2 separate regions of the Xenopus laevis genome follow, and region 1 is linked to region 2. Evidence: chromatin contacts called from public Hi-C data. All regions are on one chromosome and are shown on one strand. The core of a region is the stretch at or near the end of the contact, and the rest is flanking DNA. Distances in the headings are between cores, read along the strand shown.

What was found. Hi-C and Micro-C count contacts between places; a contact is called where the count stands out from the background.
Region 1: a contact with region 2 is called in a Hi-C map of the XTC cell line, with 2.1 times the contacts expected there. A contact is called at or near these places in 2 of 4 Hi-C or Micro-C datasets (the XL177 cell line and the XTC cell line).

The regions. Positions count from the first base shown.
Region 1 is chr1L:26,236,877-26,241,567 of Xenopus_laevis_v10.1, forward strand. No RefSeq gene overlaps it. Among protein-coding and RNA genes, the nearest start is that of s100p.L, 20 kb to the right of the region's middle.
Region 2 is chr1L:26,195,769-26,200,533 of Xenopus_laevis_v10.1, forward strand. All of the region lies in intron 3 of kiaa0232.L, which reads right to left. Among protein-coding and RNA genes, the nearest start is that of kiaa0232.L, 20 kb to the right of the region's middle.

The DNA.
Region 1 (4,691 bases), core at 1,230-3,729, 42 kb after region 2:
TGCACAGTCAAGATCCAAAGCCTTTGTTCTTTATTATTTTCTGTCTCTGCTATCAACTTTCTCTTCTCTGTGTCATTTGTCGTTTCATTCTCATTTGTCTTTTCGGACTCCTTTCCTTTGTCTCCTTTTTTCTCTTTTTGTTCTCTAGTTTTATCCTCTCATATTCTTTAATCCTCAGTATGTTTTTCTTATTGTCTTTTTCTTCTTTCTTTCCATCCTCCTTCCTCAGCTTTTACATTTTTAATAATTTCATTCCACTTTTCCTTTCCCTTTTACCCTTTGCTCCTCCAAATCGTTCTTCATCCTTTTCAGCTGTTCTCTAGAATATCGAGTATAAGTAACTCAAGAGCAACTGGACTTGCTGAGTAATCATTGAAAACGTTTCACTACTCATCCGAGCAGCTTCTTCTGTTCAACTGACTGGTATGGGAAGTCCCTGGCATATAAACTGTGAGATTTACTTGTCATCTCTCTGAAAAGTTACAATGGGGCATTGTGATTGGATTAGTGGAAGAGTCTACTGTATATGCCAGGGACTTCCCATACCAGTCAGTGGAACTGAAGAAGCTGCTCAGATGAGTAGTGAATTGTCTTCAATGATTACTCAGCAAGTCCACTTACTCTAGAATTACTTATACTAGATATACCATGACCTGGATAAATGAGAATCTTCATAATCATATAAGTATTTTACACTTATTTTAATTCCCTTTCTCCTGTGATCTTCTGTTACCGTTTTAGTTTGACAGCTGTTTAAATGTGCTTTGGATCCCTTATTTTATCAGCCTAACAGTGCACTAGTGATTCATGTTAGAATAACCACTAGAGAAGGAAAAGAACACTTGGCCACAGGTATGACTGGAAAAAATCCCTGGAATTTCCAGTACACAAAGGCCCAAACAGCCTCACTCCCATCATCTGGGTGACCCCAACCTTAACTACTTACTGAATTTACATCAGATCCCTCTATCCCCACCCCCACAACATCATGGCTCCACTCTGCAATGTTACAGCCCTTCTTGGACCCATCCCTTACGTCAATGGTCGGAACAGGCCTGAAGGAAAGGTGGCAACCATACCAAAGTGGAGGCTAAGTTGCACCCACACTGGTGAATCACACAAGTTGCAATAAGACCTACTTTGCTGCATTGGGGCGGGGTAAACAAAAAAAAGTCCATTAGCGCAAATATTTAGCACTTTGGACTACTTAATTAAATGAGCCCTGTGGACCCTGCTATTAAAAAAATTTGTTTTTTCAGCCACAAGGCTGAAAAAAGCATTTACTAATACTGATGTTTTGCTCTTTGGACTATTTTAATAAATGAGCGATGTGATCACTGCTATGTCTTTTAAAGAGTTTGTTCACCTTTGAGTTACTTTTTAGTATGATGTAGAGATTGATATTCTGAGACCTTTGCTTTTTAACTGGTTTTGATGTTTTATTATTTGTGGTGTTTGAGTTGGTAGGGTCCACATTACCCTAGCAACCATGCATTGATTTGAATAAGAGACTGGAATATTAATCTGACAGGGCGCAAATAGAAAGGTAAGTAATAAAAAGTACCAATAACAATACATTTGTTGCCTTAGAGAGCATTTGTTTTTTAGATGGTGTTATTGACCCCCATTTGAAAGGTGCAAAGAGTCAGAAGAAGGCAAATAATTCCAAAACTACAAAAAAGAAAAATAATGAAGCCCAAATAAAAAGTTGCTTAGAATTGGCCATTCTATAACATACTAAACAATGGTGACCCATCCCTTTAAGTAACAGAACTGCTCATGTATTTTACATGCAAATCACTGGGACAAATACCGAGAACACATGAATCCATCTCAATCTCAGCAAACAAACAACAGTTACATTTCTCTGGTCCAGTGCAGTTAAAATATTGGAAGCTTGCATCTGATTGACTTGGTGTGAAAATATTGAAAGCAAACAATTGGTTGCTGTGATTTACAGGGCTAGAGCTATCATTGCCATAAATGAGCATCATCCTGCAGTATAATGTGGGCGAGGAAGCACCAGCCAGAGATTTATAAGGCCTGGCAGTTTCCTGTGTCCTCCCCCACATTTGCTTTTAAAACTGGATTGTCCTGGGTGGAGCAAGGGTTGGTACATTTTTGGACCAGTGCACCATTTTTACAGAATAAAGGGAGTGGTGCCTTCATTGTACTTTACTCCGAAAACAAAACACCCTCTTTTGTTGGCACGAGGTGAGTACATTGTTGCCTTATTATCTTGTCAGTTTGGACTGTAAACAGGTTCCTTTTCAAAGGGAAACTACACTCACGGTATTTCACAGTTTGCTATTTAACATTTATACAGATACCAAAATAAAAGAGTGTGGTTTTCACTTTTGTATAATATACATGTGTCCATTTTACTGGAGAATAACCAGTTTTTGTTTTAACACACACACCTGTATCCACATTTATGATTATATATAAACACTCACAAATCTCAGGGTTTCCTGGGAAATTCCACTTCTACCTTTTGGTAAATGCTATAACCTTGCAACCTACGTATCCCACGGACATTTATTCGTACAAATGTCACATTAAAGGAAAACTATAACCCCATGAATACTTAAGCAACAGATAGTTTATATCATATTAAGTGGCATATTAAAGAATCATAACAAACAAGGGAAAGTTGTGCTCACCACTAATTTTTAAAACCATTAGGCGGGGGTGCAATGAGGCTGTGACCACAAAATACATATAGACAAATACAAGAGTCCTCTGGACTCAACCCATTATCAATATATTTAAGACAGAGACATTTTGTGCATACTGCTACTGAAAAATGCCTTACCCTTTAAACAAAACAGGGATTGTTTGTCCATATATTGCAATATATTTAAGCTGGGAAAGTTGCAGGTAAAACTTAGTCCCTTTGTAAAATGTATAATGAAGCAATAGAATTCTTAATGAATCAGATGAAAATTGAGCATAGGACTGGCCAGATATGGGATGACTTTGACGTAGTTGGCCAGCTTAAATATATTGCAATATATGGACAAACAATCCCTGTTTTGTTTAAAGGGTAAGGCATTTTTCAGTAGCAGTATCCACAAAATGTCTTAAATATATTGATAATGGGTTGAATGTAGAGGACTTTTGTATTTGTCTATATTTTTTTTTTTTTTAAATGTTTTTATTGAAATTTTTTCATAACAAACAAAACAAAATAAAATACAAAGGAATTCGGAAATATAATAGATTGGTGGACAGGGTCCAGTGGTAGCATAATATGAGTATACACACACAACAGTTGGAATGTAGATTACCTCACAATGGGTAATTGTAAAAGAAGTTAAACATTATATGGCACAACATTATGTCCCACACACTTGACTTAAAGCAAACAATTAGTGATACCTCGTTCTTATCATCTGGTTGGTGTATTTGTCTATATTAAAGAATCATACCAAACTGGAATATATATTTAAGTAAATCTTGCCCTTTTACATCTCTTGCCTTGAACCACCATTTCATGATGGTCTGTGTGCTGCCTCAGAGATCAGCTGACCAGAAATACTACATTCTAAGGGGCAGATTTATCAAGGGTCGAAGTTAATTCAAGTGAATTTTTTGAAGTAAAAAAATTCGAAATTCAAAGTAATTTTTTGGATACTTCGACCATCGAATAGGATACTATGACTTTGAAGTAAAATACTTTGAATATTCGACCATCCGATAATCAAAATACTGTCTCTTTAAAAAAACTTTGACTTCAATACTTCGCCAAATGAAACCTGCCGAAGTGCTATGTTAGCCTATGGGGACCTTCTAGAGCAGTTTTTTGAAGTCGAAGAAAAATCATTCGTTCGATCATTGAAATCCTTCGAATCGTTGGATTTGAACTATTTAATCGTTCGATTTTACTTCGACCGCAGAATCTCCAGTTTGAAGTTTCATCGAAATGACCCTAGCAACCATGCATTTATTTAAATAAGAGCATGAATAGGAGAGAGGCCTGAATAGAAAGATGAGTAATACAAAGTAATATATATACAATACATTTGTAGCCTTACAAAGCATTTGTTTTTTTAGATAGGGTCAGTGATCTCCGTTTGAAAGCTGGAAAGAGACAAAATTCAAATAATTTATACAGTGAAAATTAAAGTTAATTTTGCTTGACTAATCTGATAAAATAGGATTTGGAATATGGGTGACGAGTCCCCTTTAAAGTTATTAATAGGACAAACAAGCCCTATAAGTAGTGGAGTTAAAAGAGAGTTACATATACAGGAGAGCGCAATTCATATGCAAGGTGCCACTATAAAGCTTTCTCTATCTTTGAGCGTGTGTGTATATATGTGTATGTGTGAGATACTCCAGACTATAATTACTAAAACCTAGTGAGCACATTGCAACTGGTATGGGCAGTTTATTAGAAATAATGGGTGTGTATGGGTTTGCTCTGGGTTCCGCCAGATGTGGATGAAAATAGCAGTGCATTTCCTATGCAAAGTAAAGGCAAATTATTGTGATAAATAGAGTTTCAAGATGTATTTATAGCCAGTTTGATTCTGCCAATGGCATCACTGGCTTCCTGTTGTTTTTCTCTTATTATTATAAAGGGGCAGAACTAAGCTGGTATGCTGCTCAAAGACACAGTATAGGTTAGAAGTTCTGGAATTTCTGAGTTCTTCCTGACCTTGTAGGTTGAACATTTTACTAGTTCC
Region 2 (4,765 bases), core at 538-3,037:
CGACTGGGGGGGGGGGGGCATAAAAATCATTTGGCGTCAGTTTATTGCCAATAGATTAGCCACAATAGTGTAAACTATAAGACTATTTATTCTGCAAAATGCTTTACCATACCTGGAGTAAACAGCTCTAGAAGCTGTTTAAAATGGCAGCTGCCGTATTAGCTTGTTGTGACAACTTCCTGCCCGAGTATCTCCCTGCTCACTCATAGCTCCTGGCTCAGATTACAGCAGGGAGGGGAAAGGGGGATAGAAGCAAACTGAGCATGCTCAAGCCCTAGCCCTGGAGGTTTAAGCTGAAAACAGGAAGTCTGATACAGAAGCCCATGTGTACACAATAGAAGGAAAACGGTTTCGTTTGACAGAGGACTCCGAGCAGCATTACTTTGAGGGTTTACTGGTGTATTTATATAGACCTTTCTGATAAGGCTTACTTAATTTTAGCCTTTCCTTCTCCTTTAAATCATATCATAAACACCAGCCAGCAGGACAAGCATTAAAGGGCGAGTTTGCCATTGAATAAAACTTTTCAGTTAAACTCAATTACTTTTTTTTTCCCAGATGGCAATTTACTTTTCTTTATCATTTGTCTATTTTTCTATGTGCACCTGTTAGTACATTAGCCCCTATGGGTTTATCCACAAATCATGCCCCTTCTGGTGAGGCCTGGGGAGGGAAGTTTGGTGACCTTGGCATAGGTAAATATTGGTTTAATGAAGCTAGTACTGGGGGGAAAAAAAATGAAAGCAAAGAAAAAAAAAAAAAGTCTTTTAGCTGAACGAATAAGCATGTCTGCATTCAAGGACAAACAAACCACTTCAATAGAAGTCAGGAATGGCAAAACATTGCTATTGCTTTAACAGCATTCAAACACAACATTGGTGCTTCTGATACACCTAAATCTGTTACATTTATTTAAGAAGGAGCCAAGTGCCCTAGCTTACAAGTGTAATTTCCCAACGGACAATGAGAGTTATGAAACTAACCCCCACTCGGAACGATCATTCAGGCCCAAGTCACAGCTGTTTTCGCTATATTTAAAGGCTGAAAATGACTAGGCAAAAACCCGACATTGTAACGGTACCGTCTCCTTACTGGAAGCAGGGATTAAAATAAACTATGTAAAAGCTTGAAATTCCACCAGCATTGTGCCGTCTAAACAAGGCCTGCTCAGACGGACAGACATCGACCTTTAGGAAAACAGATCCAGATAAGGTCTTCTACTTTATGAATATAAATAGGGGGGATTTCAATGATGTGCTTACCATAACGCAAGGATTGAAGTTTCGGAAGCAAACAATTTGTCCCTGCATCACGCAGCCCATGCACCAGCTGACATTCTGCATGTTGTTTCGAAGAAAGTGATGATACGTAAGAGGGGATGGCACGGAGGGAGAGAGGGGGAAGGGGCACGCAACTCAGTGCAGAATGCCAATCTCTCGCTGCAGAGCAAGTCTGCCCGCAGCTGAACGGGACAATGCTCAGAAGAATGTGAAACCAATTAAAGGCATACGGTCATGGGAAAACATGTTTTTTTCAAAACACAGTTAATAGTACTGCTCCAGCACGGAAATCTCTCAAAAGAGCAACCAGATTTTTTATATTTAATTTTGAAATCTAACATGGGGCTAGACATATTGTCAGTTTCCCAGCTGCCCCCAGACATGTGACTTGTGCTCTGATATACTTCAGCAGGGTCAGACTGGGCCAGCGGGACACCGGGTATTAAACCTGATATTAACGATGTTTCCTAAACTGCCCTCCGGCCCCCAGTTGCTGCCGCACAGGGTCGCACTGGACCCTGTGGGCCCCCGTCAGCCCAGAGAGAGTCCCCGTTTGGCTGGGCCCATTAAAAGACAAACATATTGTGGGGCAGCGTACATATAAGCTGGCGTCCATGCATACGCGGAAGTGTTGGCGCATGCATACATGTGCCGGCTTTGCACATGCGCTGCGGGAGCCCGAGTTATGTAACCCGGTGGCCCGCCAAAGGTCCAGTCCGACACTGAACTTAACTCTTTACCTCTTTACTGCACGTTGTAGTGATTTCACCCCCTCCCTCCCCCCCCCCAAGCAGCAGAACAATGGGAAGGAAACCAGATAGCAGCTCCCTAATACAAGATAACTGCTGCCTGGTAGATCTAAAAACAGCACTCAATAGTAAAATCCAGGTCCCACTGAGACACGTTCAGTTACATGGAGTAGGAGAAACAACAGAAAGCCGTTCCATCCTAAAGTGCTGGCTCTTTCTGAAAGCACATGACCAGCCAAAATGACTCAAGATGCACCTACGCACCAATATTACAACTTTCACAATATTAAAACTGAATTATTTGCAGTGCAAACAATGTAATTTAGAAATAAACATAAAAATCATGATCAAATCCCTTTAAAAAGCGGATATTTTCATTGCACCACCATTGCCAGCATCCACAGCACAACTGCCCCCAAACATCAGGGGAAAAGGAACCAAAAACAAGTGGAAGGAAATAAAAATCCAGAATTTGTTTCTCACATTCGCCCAGGCATGAGGTTAAAGGAGGAGTACACCCTAAAAATGAATATGGCTCAAAAAGCCATATTTTATATACTGAGCCTATTGCACTAGCCTAAAGTTTGAGCTTGTCAATAGCAGCAATGATCCAGGACTTCAAACTTGTCACAGGGGGTCACCATCTTGGAAAGTGTCTGTGACACTCACATGCTCAGTGGGCTCTGAGCAGCTGTTGAGAAGCTGAGCTTAGGGGTCGTCACTAATTATCAAGCAGAAAATTATGTTGGTCTGTAATATAAGCTGATGCTACAGGGCTGATTATTAAATTCTGATGCTAATTGCACTGGTTTCTGTGCTGCCATGTAGTAATTATCTGTATTAATTACTAATCAGCCTTATATTGTGACATTTCTATTCTATGTGTACTGTATATTGTGAGTGGGTCCCTAAGCTCAGTAAGTGACAGCAGCACAGAGCATGTGCAGTGAATCAGCAAAAAAGAAGATGGGGAGCTACTGGGGCATCTTTGGAGACACAGATCTTTATTGCTAAAGGGCTGTGGTTGCCTTTGGCTGGTACAGAAACACAAAACATAACATTTCTAGCTACTTCTTTAGTAAAGCTTTTAATGCCAAAGCACTTTAATGACTCCCCAATGAGTGCATTTCTAGACAATTTTGCCACTGTTTTACACCTTAGAATTCACCACTACATGGAAAACGAGTGCCAGAACATAAAAGGGGCCCCTGTTATCCACACAGTGATTATAAAGTAGTCCAGCTTATCCTTGTTGCAAGGCACTGACAGATTGGAACATACGTGCAACAGCGACCCTTACAGCCACATTGTGCAGGCTCTACACCCAGGGCTTAGGGTATGTACTAACCTTTGTATTTACAGCTGTACCTCGCAGCTTTCCTACAATTACACTTTGCTGGAGAATATCCCCTGTCTGGTTTTCCCCCTTTGCATATGCTGCTTGCACACAGCTGCCTAGGTCTAATTGCATGTGCAGGAAATGTGTGGCCAAAATCAAGCTGGATCTGGTTCAACAACAGAGTAAGACCAGGAATGTATGGGAAAGAACTAAAGGCTAAACTTCACAAGCGCTTTTGAAAGACTACATCTGATGCAACAAAATGCATCAGATGTAGCCGCATGGGGCAAAATATAATGGGACTGATAGAAAAATCGGATGGGTAAACTACATGAAAAACTTCCATCCAATGTGACACGACTGTTTGATGGAAACGCTGCATCTGATGAGAAAATCTGATGACCCTTTTTGGAATTCGGCCCAATACCCGAATCCTTCATTAAAGATTCGGCCCCAGTACCGGACCGAATCCTAATCTGCGTGTGCAAATTACAGACAGGAAGAGAAAAGTGGAAAATGTTTTTACTTCCGTGTTTGTAACAAAAAGTTACATGGTTTCCCTTTCTGCCCCTAATTTGCATATGCAAATCGGGATACGGACAGGAACAAGGATTCGTCCGAATCCTGCTGTAAGAGGCGGAATCCCAAACCAAACCCTGGATTCGGTGCATCCCTAAAATAAATTGCCTGTCGGATAAAGATGCAGGAACAAACTATACCATCCGACTTAATCTGATCCGACTTTACATTCTAACTAGGGAGATCAGATTTCGTAGCACCCTACAAATCTCATGTTGTTGCATGTTGGATGGGAAGATCAGATAAAATCTGAGCCTAAAAGCAAGTCATACATAACCTACAGTATGTTTCACTACTTGGCCACTTTAGATTGAGTTGGTACCTAATGAGATTGTGTACGGGCTAAACAAACACTATGCCTGATTTAAAGGAATAGTTCGGTGCAAATAAAAATAGGTAGGCTGTGCAAAATCAAAAATGTTTATAACAGTTAGCAAAAAAAAAAAAAAAATGTATTTATATATATATAAGTTTCAGTCCCTCTTGGGAACTTTTTCAAGGGACCCCAAGAGGGACCGAAACGTTGGAGCACTGTAATGTGTGTACAATAAAAAGACACTTATTTCACAAGTGTGGCCTGGGAATATTTTGTTCCAAATTGTGAGTACATGAATTGAAATTGGAGTGCGGATACTGAAGGTATATCTATCTATCTATCTATATGCTGGAGTGACTGTATGTCTAACATAACACAACTTCCTGCTTTTCAACTCTAACTCTGAGTTAGTCAGCAACTTTAAGGGGAGCCACATGGGACATAACTGTTCAGCAAGTTTGCGTTTGGGCCTTAGCACACAGGTTAGATTAAAAAGCAAGCT